Regions from separate parts of the Zea mays genome. Here region 1 is linked to region 2. A link is a contact called in public Hi-C data. All regions are on one chromosome and are shown on one strand. Each heading gives the region's core, a stretch centred on a gene start, on an enhancer-like site or on the middle of the called end of the contact. The rest is flanking DNA. Distances are from core to core; before and after follow the strand shown.

Evidence for each region. A called contact is a pair of places that touch in the nucleus more often than the background predicts.
Region 1: a Hi-C map of leaf shows a contact between it and region 2, with 3 times the contacts expected there. The contact joins the promoter of LOC100284599 here to the enhancer-like site in region 2. A contact is called at or near these places in 6 of 25 Hi-C or Micro-C datasets (bundle sheath, ear, leaf and 1 more).

What each region holds. Positions count from the first base shown.
Region 1 is chr9:114,858,155-114,864,271 of Zm-B73-REFERENCE-NAM-5.0, forward strand. It overlaps LOC100284599 (zinc-binding protein), which reads right to left and starts at 2,767. Exons shown (of 4, transcript NM_001398978.1): 1 at 2,395-2,767. The coding sequence starts at 2,565.
Region 2 is chr9:114,706,653-114,712,950 of Zm-B73-REFERENCE-NAM-5.0, forward strand. No RefSeq gene overlaps it. Among protein-coding and RNA genes, the nearest start is that of LOC109942384, 8.4 kb to the right of the region's middle. Within about 2 kb of position 3,684, at least 18 of the 20 cell types and tissues checked have an H3K27ac peak or open chromatin away from gene starts, as enhancers often do. A contact at or near this core is called in bundle sheath, ear, leaf and 1 more, where this site is marked.

The DNA.
Region 1 (6,117 bases), core at 1,517-4,016, 150 kb after region 2:
AATCGAATTTACCCGTTCTTCCTGCGTGCATGTGAACGTGCTGTGCTGTGCGCTGCGCAACTTATAACGTGAGCAACGCGGTGCGTGCGCGGTAATAATTCCAGCGGGAAGGGAAGTGGGGGGTGGGGGGCGGGAAACAGGCCTGGGCGTCTGACGAGCCCGCTAGGCTAGTCACCGGTAATAATTGCGACGCTTTGACCGGCGGCTCGTCGCCATCCTTTCCGCGGGAGACCAAGAGGGCGCCTCCGTGCACTGTGGCCGCAGCGACCGAAACGCCCCTGTCCCCGGGGAAAATCCAGGCGTCGCCTCGAGGGCACAACGGTCAGGAAGCACCGCAGGCCGGATTATTTTAACCCCGCGGTAAAAACAAATAAACAGGCAAGGAACGGACGGGTGGTGGGCTGGTGCGAGAGTGGCAATGAGCGCCGGCTCGATCGCTGGGTTGGTCACTCGAAGAGAGAGAGAGAGGAGGGGGGGGGGGGGGGGGGGGGGGGAAGGGAGGGGCAGGCAGCACCGCAGCGGCAGGCACAGGCAAGCGGCCACGTCGACGACCTAACTGTGGCCTGAATGGATGAACAGTGGCACACCATCAAGGCCCGGGCTTGGACGGTAGCAGCAAGCACGCACGCTGCAGGCGGTCGAGCAGGGATCTCTACTGTTGGGAGGCGGCAACAGTATTGAGAGCGCGGCGGCCTTTCGTTTTATTTTTTTACCGTGGGTGCATGCACCTGGTAACTCTCCCCCCTCCTGGGTAGTAACAGTGTAACACCCACCATCCAGCCAGCGGTAGCTAGGCTAGGACTAGGACGCAGCGGCAGCAGGAACAGCAGCACTGGCACTGCGTTAGTGTTTACCCGGCCGGCGGGCAGCGGCCAGGAAGGACCATCCATTTATCAGCCAACCAGCGTCGTCCCGTCTGATCGTCTCCGCAGTGGGAGACTGAGAAGGAGGGAGAGAAGAGGGCTGAGTGAGTGAGTGAATGAGTGGTGACCGGTGAAGAAGGCGCTTGCTTTGCTATACATGGCAACACCATCCGGATAACCCTGCCCATTTGTGCCAGTGACGCTCGGTGGTTGGGGAATCATTCAGCTCAGCCACAAGGCTAAGAAGCACTGCAGAGCAGGTACTATACGTGTAGTACGTAGCAGCAGCGGGCAGCGAGCAGCGAGGGGGTCTACAGTGGGATCACTATTACCACCGTTAAAAAGCTAGGCAGGCTCGGCCGGACGGCGCCACCGGGGCTCGTCGTCGTGCATGCAAGGATCAGAGCGGCCGGCCGATCGGGGGGGGGGGGGGGGGGGGGGGGGGGGGGGGAGGATCGGAGGGGAGGGCGTGGAAAGGTCAAGGCGCCAGAGCGGGCGAGAAGGGGGCAGCACCGCAGCAGCCTTTGCAGGCGAGGCAACAAAAGGGGCCGGAGAGCGTGCACTGCAGGAGGAGGCCGCGCAGGTCCCAGGGGCAGACCCAAGGAGCGCATGCATCATGCATGCACGCGCCACACCAACCCACGGCTGGGCGGACGGAGGAATTCAGCCACAAGGACCCAGGCTCGTCGTGCGACCATGCTTGTTCGGGGAGTATGGCCAAGCCGCATCAGGGGTCGCCACTTTTCTTTTTTACCCTCCCCTCCTCTCTTCCCCAATCGAGCTCGGGGCTTTTACTTCTCCTGCCACTGCCCACTGCCACCAAGAGCAGCAACGACAGGCCGGGAGGGGGGGCACTGGCGCACGAGGAAAGAGGGAAAAAGAATCCGAAATCGCATGCAGTGAATTTCCCTGGTAGGCTGGTGGTACGGCGGCGATCCGTGAGGCCGGAACTCGCAATTCAAACTTGTGCTTGGTGTGTGTGTGGGGGCTGAGATTAACCAGAGGCGCACAGAAAACGACACGGGCGAGCGCGGCGTCCTAAGAGCGGCCGGGGACGTTAATTGCGTCGCCCGCGGCCTTGGGACTGTGCTAAACTGATGCTGCCGCAACGCAATTAAGCCCAACCGAAGCAGCCATGCCGTAATTACTACGCCCAAAGCTGAGCCTACACTAGCTAGGGGTGCTACTAGCACGGAGAAGGAAGGAAGAGGAGGCGAGCCGGCGAGGAGACGGATCCGGATCCCCTTTCCCTTTGAGAAGCAGCGACAGCAGGCAGCCAACCTAGCGGAGCTAGTAGTAGCTAGGAGGCAGCCAGCCAGCCACTCGGCCTAATCCGGTCGAGCAAGTACAAGCGTCCGTGACCCACGGAACACTGAAGAATTGAGCAACAAAGCTCACGTAGCACACTGTACGCCGGAGCTGAGCTAGCCGGCTCGAGGTCTGAAGAAGACGAGGACGAAGTTCCTAGGCGTCGTCTTCTTCCTCCCCGCCACCGTGCGATCGACAGGGTGCTGGCAGACGGTGTGTGTACCTGGAGGAGGAGGTGGTGGCGGTGCGCGGGGGCGCAGTGCGGGCAGATGCTGGCGCAGCAGCCCAGGCAGAAGATGTTCTTCTCGTTCTTCTTCCGGTCCTCGTGCGCCGCGCACCCCACGAAGAAGCTCTCCTCCACCAGCCCGCCCACCCACCCGGGCCTCATCCCCATCTCTATCTCGCCTCCGCAATTCCCTCGCTCCCAGATGCTTCTCCCGGCGGGCGGGCGAGCGATCCGTCCCCCGCTCCGGTCCTCCGTACGGAGCGGTGTCTGTACGTACGCGGGCCGGCCGGCCGGCCGGACGGGCAAGCGCACCGCGGCGAGTGAGTCGGTCTGGAGGAGATTATTGGCTAGATGGGAGTGGAGGAGGCGTACCCCGTTCCCCGCAGCGCGCTGCTATATATAGAGGCGAGGGGAGGAGAAGTGATAGCGATGGAGGGGGGGCATGGAGCCAAGCCGGAGTGGGGTGGCACGCGGCGTCGGAGGGCGTGGCACGGGACGGGACGGGGCTTACGGGAGCGAAGCGACGGAGGCAGCCATTTGGGGTTGGGTTTGGGTGGTCAAAGCTAGCGAACGAAGCACTTTGGGCCCGTCGCGTCGCGGTCGTCCAAGGCCCCGTCGTTTTCGCGCCGCTGGAGAGGGGCCTCTCTCTCTCTCTCTCCGCGGCCGCGATCTCCTTTTCGTACGTTCGTCACCAGGCGACTTCACCACCGGCCTTTCAGTTCACGCTGCGAAACGAAGGCAGCACTTGCAACGTCGAGCGCCGCAAGTACTGTTGCCACGGAGACGAAGCACGCAGGCACGCGTACGTTTCCTTATTCCAGATCAACAGGTTTTTGCAGGAGTCGGCAACCGTTTCTCGGCACGTAGCTGCTGCTCTAATTATTTTTATCTTTTCGTATTTAATAAAAACAAAAACAATGTTCGAAAACTTGTCTAACCGTCCTTCCAACTAGATCTTTAAATATTATTGTTATCTATTTATTTATTTTTCGCTAACTACAGTTAAAGAGTCGTGCTAGCTCTCCACAATACTTACAAATATAAATGTTATGTTAGAAGATAGAAGCGTATTTTTACTCAAATGACCCTCTCCATATGGCTCCAACTTCATATATTTCTGCAACGCCTGCTATTTTAGTGACAGCTCTACTCGAGCTATCAAGTGCTAGTGGCACCGGAGCGGTCTAGTGTACCACCAGACCATGCCATATGTGTCGCCATGTCATATAGCCGTTAGAACTCAAAGCTAGTTGTCAAGGATGTCCTTGGGACCAGGGGAGCACACTAGGGAAAAGCCTCTAGCAATTTGGGCCCGTCAGTCAACTGGAGGAGATAGAAAACGTCTACCCTGAAAGCAGTGGCGGATCCACGAGGGGGATTGGGTGGGCTCCACACACACCCCTGCGTCGGCAGCATACAAGTAGGAGGGAGTTAGGGAGAGGAAGAAAGAAGAGGAGAAAGAGAGAGGAAGCGAGAAGGAAGAAGGGAGAGGAAGGAATAAGAGGGGAAATGGAGATGAAGGAAGAAGAAAGTGAAGAGAAAAAAGAGGAAGAATATAAGGGGGGGAAAGAAGATAGTTAGCTTCTAGCCTCCTTGGCAAGGATCATGGATCCGCCATTGCCTGGAAGTACCCGCCCCCAAACGAACCCAGCGGCACCGAGTCCGGGGTCAGGCATGGCAGAACCAGATATGGGGTGTCGGGCGAACAGAAGGGAAACCACTCGAGTGGATCCATCGCCCGGTCCAAGACCGACCCACCATAAGTGATTGGTTGCATTAACTACGTTTGACACCAAGCTATGGCAAAGGTGTCGGTCCACCTCCCACTCATGGCCTACGAGCCCCTCGGGTTGCGACACACTCATAACCAACGAACCCCTCAAACTGTGGTGCGTTTATGACCCACGCACCTCCTGGCCTGTGTAGCATCCCAATTTCTAACCCAGGTTTGAAACCCTAATCTAACCCCCCCCTTCTTTTTATCTATCCCAAAACTCCCTTAGATTCTTCCCAACATATGCATACACCTTGTTTGAATATGAGCACCTCACTTAAATTTTATTTTTCAGCACCTAGATTATCTATTAAATTAATTGTTCAAAAGAAAAGAATATAAAAAGATTTGGATATAGGGATTAGAAAATAAAAAGGAAAAAGAGAAACCCCCCTCCTGGCTGGGCTGAATCCAGCCCATGCCGCGGCCGCCTTTCCTCCCTCACGCCCGCGCTCCCCCCCCCTCCGGCCCATTGCCGGCCTGCTCCCGCGCGCGCGCAGCTGCTCCGCGCTCCCTCTCTCACTCTCGCTGACAGGCCGACCCCACCTGCCAGTCACTCTCTCTCACGCGCTCGCTTCCACTGGCAAGACCGGCCCACCGGTCAGCCGCTTCGTCATCCTCCCCGCATACGACGCCCCGCCGTCCCTTCACCGCCGTCCTTCACCGCCGTCCTTCACCGCCGTCTCCTCGCCGCACAGGAAAGTTTGGCACCGCTCCGTCCTCCTCCCCTTGACCAGCGTCCTCGCCAGTACCGCCCCGCCGTAGCGTCCCCTCGGCGGCGCTGTGCGCCATTAATGGCGGCACCGGGAAGCTCGCCGGAGTCAGGGAGCTCCACCGCTCCCCTCGCCCCCGCGCGCCTATAAAAAGCTCGCCCCGAACCCCGTCTTCCTCGCACCAGCCTCGACCGCTACCCTCCCCCCTCGCCCGAGCCCAATTCGGGAAGCGCCGTCGTCTTCCTTCTCCCCGGTGAGTTCCTCCCCTCTCCTCTCTCTCCCTCTCGGTTGGCCCAGCAAGCGATTAAGCTAGCCTAGCAGCTTCCTCTCTTTGCCGCAAACACAATACATCACTCCCCCACCCCGATTGCTCACCCAGAGCCCACCGACGGCGATCCCCGCCGCGGAGCTCCGCCACCTCCCCGCGGGCAGCCCCCTCCCGACCTCCTCTGACCAAATTGAGCCCACCTCTAGGTCCGCCATCCCCTCCCCGTGCTAAGACACCTGCGCATTGTCCAAGAACCGGACCACCGGCGGCGAACCGCCGCCGAGCTCACCGGCGGCCAGTCCTCCCCGCGGACGGCCGGTTCACCTATGGGGGCCGGGAGCTATGGGGGAATATTGCATTGTGAGTAAGAGATGGCCCGCATTAACATATTATTTCCGATTACGAAATGTGGATCTGGAAGTAGGGCAAAGTGTTTCTTCAAATAAAACCTCTTTCTGAAAAAGTTATGCGATGAAGGGTACTCACCCTCATCACCTTGAGAGTGGGATGATCAGGGACTCCCTGGTTTAGGGGAGGGCCTAAGGTGTTGGCTCAGTTGGTTTAGGCGTGAGCAGGAGGATTGTCCCCTCATATAAGGACCGGTTTGTCATTTTTCACTACCTGTACTCCTTTATCGTACAACCACTCGAGACTGTGTGGGCAGTCACTCAATCCGAACTCGTGCGGTCCAACCCCAGGGTTAAGAAGGCTGGGGAGCACCGGGAGGATAAGGAGGGGGAAAGTTTTGTCCGGTTTGGGCATGGTGGTGGCCTGACTCCTTCCGGATAACCGTTAAGGTTAGGATGCACGAGTAAGGAAAGAGATCCGGCATTCGGGTCTCGCGACGGTGAGATCGCAGAAACCGGGCTAGTGGGTAAAGTGTACCCCTCTGCGCAGAGTTGAAACCTATTCGAATAGTCCGTGTCCACTGGTATGGATGAGTCTGGTGTGGTATGACAATTAGC
Region 2 (6,298 bases), core at 2,434-4,933:
CCACGTAAGTTGCTACTGACCGACCATGAATTCTTGTGCGCTGGGACGACGGGCGTTGCTGACGTGTGTGAGTGTCCTCAAACTTGATGTATGTAGAGGAGTAGCGCATCCGGTGGTGTAACTGCCAGATGTACTACCTCGCTGATGAGCCCAGGGTGCGCTTCGTCTGGCAGCCCAACCAAGGGTCATCGGTACTCGCCATGTCGCGCGCATTCGACGACTACTATATCAAGGACGGTGGCTTCAGCTCGGCGCCGGAGGTGACGCAGAGAAGGACCGACAACAATGACCAGTTCGTCATCCTCGCCACCGTTGGGTAGCTTTTGTGTCGGTTTGTCTTTAATTCTCTTCGCAAACATGCACACTTGCCTTTTTGTTTCAGCAAGCGCGTATGGTAGTGCGTGCCTGATGACTGACGATGTACGAGGAAACTTCTTCCGGCAGATGTGAGACGTGCTCTCCAATGATGAGACTATGCAAATCGTGGCATATATCGAAGTTTGCATGATACTGATGGTTGTAATGTAGTGGTGAAACATCTAGATTAAAACAACAAAATTTTTGTATGGCCAAGATCACAAATGGATTATGAAACCTTTTGTCATAACAATATAATACACATTTTGTATATAAGTTATCGTGATATTATGTGTTCTCGTTGCAACGCACGGGCACTCACCTAGTATAATTTATATTCAATATTAAAAACATCTGAGCATGATGTTCTACTGGTTAGACAGCTTTATTTAGTGTCTCCCGCCCTTCTTCCATCTGGGCATGGGTTCGAACCCATCTCCTACATTGTTTTTAACATTTTACGCTGATTTAATCAAATGGGCCGACGGGCTAACGGGCTGGCCCGACACAGTCAGTAGGCCGGCATGACGTGCCTGGGCCAGAGTTGTGGCCCGCGGGGGTCAGGCCCGTGCTGGACCGCCGTTTGGCCATCTATAGTCGTGCAGCGAATTAATTTGAAATAGTTGTGAGGGGTTATTTGTAAAAAGATGATGCGGGACGACCGTTGAAACTGGTGTTTTAAGTATAGTATAGATATAGAAATATATCAGTTAAACTGTATTATCTTTATAGAAGACAAAAAATAGAATTTTAGCAAAACCAATTTTATGGGTGAAAAAAAGATGACCTCTCTTTTCTGAATATATTTGATCCAAGAAGTACCTAGTGGCCTCTCCACAAATCATATAAGTTTTGAAATAGGTACTAGACTCAAGCACGTTCTATTTAGTTTGCTTACTTTTTTGGCATACAATTCCATGAAGCTCTGGATTAAAATTCTTCTCGCACCAACACCTAATGCTTGTTGTACTGAACTTATTAGTTATTTACCTGCTTGTGTATTCTTCAAATTCACGAATTTAGTTGGCGGACTGGTGTTATTTGCTTGGTTGTGGTTGTGGAGAACTTATTTAGGTGATATCGTGATGGGAGCATTCTGTACGCAAAGAAGGTAGGTGCTCCCATGCGTAAAATGCATCCAGTCGATCCGTTCTATATCCAACAGTGTTATTGCATTTTTTGCAAATAAGTCTTCTCACACTCTCCACGTTAGTGCTGTTCACTAAAAAAACCCGTACACCCCAAACGCATCCCCACGCTAGTGATGTTCTATTTATATGTGTTAATGTTATCCAAATAATGCCTCAGTATTTTGCTTTTGAATGTAAACTGAGCTACTATATTTTCTGAATGTTGCTGTCTTAGAGCATCACTAAGAGACTAGTTAAATGTTGCTGCTGTTTAGGAAAGAAGGGGTGTCGGTTTTTTTTTTAAAAAAAAAGAACAGCTCGTGAGAGGCCTTATTTGTAAAAAGACCACAACACCGTTGGATACTGGATGGGTGGGTTGGATGCATTTTGCGTATGGAGCACCAGCGTCCTTTGCGTGCATGATATGCTTCCTATCGTGATATATATCGAGTTAATACGTCCAACTCATTGCACTCGTTTCAAGTAGTGACAAGAGCCAACTCATTGCACTCGTTTCAAGTAGTGACAAGAGCCTCTGTTTTCGATCTAGTAGAGTTTAGTTTCTATAATAGTTATTCTACCAATTAGGTCCATACTCAGACAGACCAAGTGTCTGCCTACGAAAGAGTGAACTGAATCTTGAAGCATTTCATTGCTCGCTGAACGGTGATACACGCAAGTCGTTGAACTGAAACGTGCCCTCTCTCGAAGGCGCCGCCGCAAGAGCCACGCCTGGTTTTCTAGTACCTACATATTGTGGGCCGGCCTCGGAGTAGGTCGTCCTGGTTTGACTTGTAATCAGCCCAGTTGTGAGGCCTGGCCCAGATGCGTCTACCTCCAGGGGCAGGCCGTTCTCGAGCTGGCTGAAGGGAAAGTGCTCACGAAGGGCCCAGATTATCGAAACCACATCCGGGGTCCGGGCTGAATCCCCTTGCGCGCGACGGTTATTAAGCCAAAGTTTGGAATCACCTGGTGTCCACATCCACACCAGCGGAAGTAAAAGTAATGGGTGCGCGGACAAAGACAAAGCAAACCCGACGCGTTAGCACGTGCAACGCGAATGGGGATCGCGATGTTTGAGTCAGGCTCAGGCAGGCAGCACTCCACTCGTAGGTTCCTGGTCCCGGCAGCGGCAGTGCCAAGCGGTTCGAGAGAGAGACCAACGGTGCATCACGAGATGGGTCAATGGGAGTGTCTAGCGAAGGGACCAGCGGTCAAACGGGCGGGCAATGATTCCTTTCTGGGGCTGGCTGGTGTGGGGGTGACGGACGGGGAGGATCTGAGCGCACCGCTGCCTCCCTTTCCCCTGCAAGAAAGACCAAGCAACCCGTGGGGGCGCAGCAGCCGCAACGACGCAAAGGCAAAAAAAGCAAGCCCACTCCAGAGTCAGGACTGGACCAGGACCAGGACCAGGACCACTTTGTGCCGCTTTATTTCATTTCACTTGGGACACATCGCCATTATTGAGCAGTAAGGCTGCTGGTTGGTTGGGCCTATACATCATCCTCGACACACCTCCGTTTCCTTCCTATATTTGCATACATGCACGTCGTCGTCTGCTTATCGATCAGGAGACCTCTAGTAGGTTTTATATATACACATGTTTTCAAGACCATGTGAGGTTGTCAGGTAATAAGTCTAATCATACAGTAAGCTTTGTTACTGTAAAAGCTAGCATTATTAGAAGGGTTGCTGAAAGTTAACATTATTAGAGAGATTATTTTATCTTCGAGCTTAGTAGTAGTAACTAGCTCTTATTGCTACGAGTGTTAAGCTAATACTCCCTTCGTTTCGTTTTAGTTATCGCTGGACAGTGCAAAATTGAACTATCCGGTGACAACTAAAAATAAACGGAGCGAGTAGCTACGAGTGACCGCAGGCTAGCAGCTCGGAGGTACTATGAGCTGCCGGTCATATATATATACGTACGCCAGTTGCTCAGTTCAGTTGTGTCGGGCCGGGTGAGTAACCATAAGAAACAACGCAGCAGAAGCTAAGATTGGCGCAGCTGCATGCTTCGAGAGCCCAGCCTAGCTACCGGTCTCTCTCTCTCTGACGCGCGATCGACACGGGAGAGGCCGGGGAGACGACGACGACAGTGGATCGGATAGATAGATAGATGGCATAGACAGACACGCGCTACGCTTGGTTGTTGGCCGGACTACGTGACCCAGTCTCCAGGCTGTCCGGCCAATGAGGCGCGGTCAAGCGCAGGGTGTCGGTTGGCGGGGGCGCGCGGCAGGGTGCCCAGCGCGGAGACGGGGGGTGCGACTGCGTGCGCGCGGCAGGGGAGACACGGACACGGCCGTCCGTCCCCTCGCCATGGTACGACTAAGGTCCAGGCAGAGAGAGCCCCATCGCCATCCATGCTGCGTCTGTCGACCGATCGATCCCACGCTAGCTGCACGTACGCGCGCGCGGCCCGCCATTATTCCCTTCCCTCGGCTGAATCGCTCGGCGGGGCGCTCTGCCCGTGTGGTCCTCGCGACGTCGTCGCGACGCACGCTGCGTGCCCCGCCCGGGCGACCGCACCAAACCAAAGCCTGTGCGCCGCCCGGCCCCCGGCCCGCCACCAAGATCAACAAAAGGGGATGGAGCGCGAGGGAGGAGAGACCGGCTTTGTTGCTCCCGCCGCGCTCCAGTGAAGTAGATGTGGTGGTTCGTTTCGCTGGTAGGAGTTGGGTACGTGGCCTGTCCTTTCCTGTCCTGACGTGGGCACTGAGCTAGCCGGGACCTCACACCAGCGCGTACAGCGAGTAGTACGTGTGTAAAAATGTCCAAGCATGCGCAAACCGGGATCGCCATATATGTCGGTGTAACTTTTGTCGGCGGTCATGAACCAGGTGTAAGGTGTTCTGGAATCTGGATTGAACAAGCAACGGCCTGACTATATATATATATATATATATATATATATATATATATATATATATATATATATATATATATATATATATATATATATATATATATATATATATATATACTATATATATATATACTATATGTATTTAGAGCCCTGGGCTCTGTTTAGCTAGAGGAAGCCCCAGCCAAGTATGAACGCACGTGCATTTCACAGCCGACTGACCTTTCGGTTTCCATATAAATACCTACGTGACTCCCGCGATTAGCTCCTTTGCTCCCGGCTCAGTTTCCATAACCGCAAAACCCCAACCCCCGCACGACTCCAGGAATCTCCGGCGATTCTTCCTTCCCGGCGACTCCGCTCCCATTTCCGACGACTTTTCCAACCCCTCGCCGCTCGCTGTCGAGCCAGTCGCAAGCGGCATTTGAGCGGCGCGCCCTCGGTTTCCCCAATCGTCGCTCCAACATTCGCGCCGCTGCATTCGGCGACCGGCGAAAACCCTACCTTCTCCGGCGACGGTTCTGCTCCTTCGCCCTCCGCCGACCCGACTGCTCCCACGTTCTCCGCCATCCTCTACATTCGCCGCCGCCAACGGGTACCGCTCCAATCGGTGTGTTCTTCCCAACCCTAGCTCGCGCGCATTTCATTTGATCGTGTTTGACCGTCAACAAACTAGTTGTTTTTTGTTCATTTTGCATTGTGTGGATCACGGCTAGGGTTGACATTAGTTATGCAGTTGATGTATTACATTTACGCACATTTACACATTTGGTTACGCACATTTACACAGTCGGTTACGCTCATGTACACAGTTGGTTATGCACATTAGGTTACGCTCATGTACACAATTGAATCATTTTTGTGACTGCATACACTTATTTATTCCATTACTGTTATAGTTAATACATTGTGTGACAGCATGTATTGTTTTATTGGATCATATCCAGTTTTTTATTATTTTAAAACAGACATTATTTATTAAACCAGTTCACAGTTAATACAGATTGTTTATAGCAATTTTTGTTTTGCTCAAACATATCAGGTTGCAGGCAAATTGTGTTTTATAATTGCAACTGTATGCAATGGTATGCAACATATTCAGATTTTTATGAACGTATAACAGGACAGAACATATATGCTAATGTGTTTCATGTATGCATCTGTATGTAACATATTCAGTTTTTATGATGGTATATCAGTTCAGAATATGTATGCATCTGTGTATAGTAAATGATCAGCCAACTAGTTGTTTTTCATAGAGTATATGTTTTATATAAAATTTCATTTCTGTTTAGTGCATACATTTATGTATTTTCAGATGATTGCAGCTAATGCATTATTTGGTTACAGCAAGGTCTGTTATTCACTTACTTTTTGAACAGTTCAGTACATGTTTTATTGAATCATATACAGTTTTGTATTATTACAAAACAGACATTATTTATTACACTAGGTCACAGACAATACAGTTTGGTTATAGCAACTTTTGTTTTTCTCAAACATATTCAGATTATTTATGTAAATGTGTTTAGTAAATGAGCAGTCAACTAGTTGTTATTCCTAGAGTATATTTTTTATTTAAAATTTCATATCTGTTTAGTGCATACATTAATTCATTTCAGAGCATTACAGCTAACACATTATTTGGTCATAGCAAGGGTTGTTTTTATTGAAACATATTCAGTTTTCCTAATAATTGAAACAGTTCAGTATGTGTATGCAAATGTAAATAGAGAACAGTATATTTAGATGTTTTAGGTTTGGTATTTAAAACAATTAGGTTAATTGATTCAATCATACCACACCATAACTACATATGCATATATAACCTTTTATTTTTTACAACATTGTATATTATGTATGCAGCTGTTAATTTAAAAAAATGAAGCAAGTCGACCGTCCTCCAAATAACCCCAAGCGTATAACAATCCAGTCAAGCCAGGAG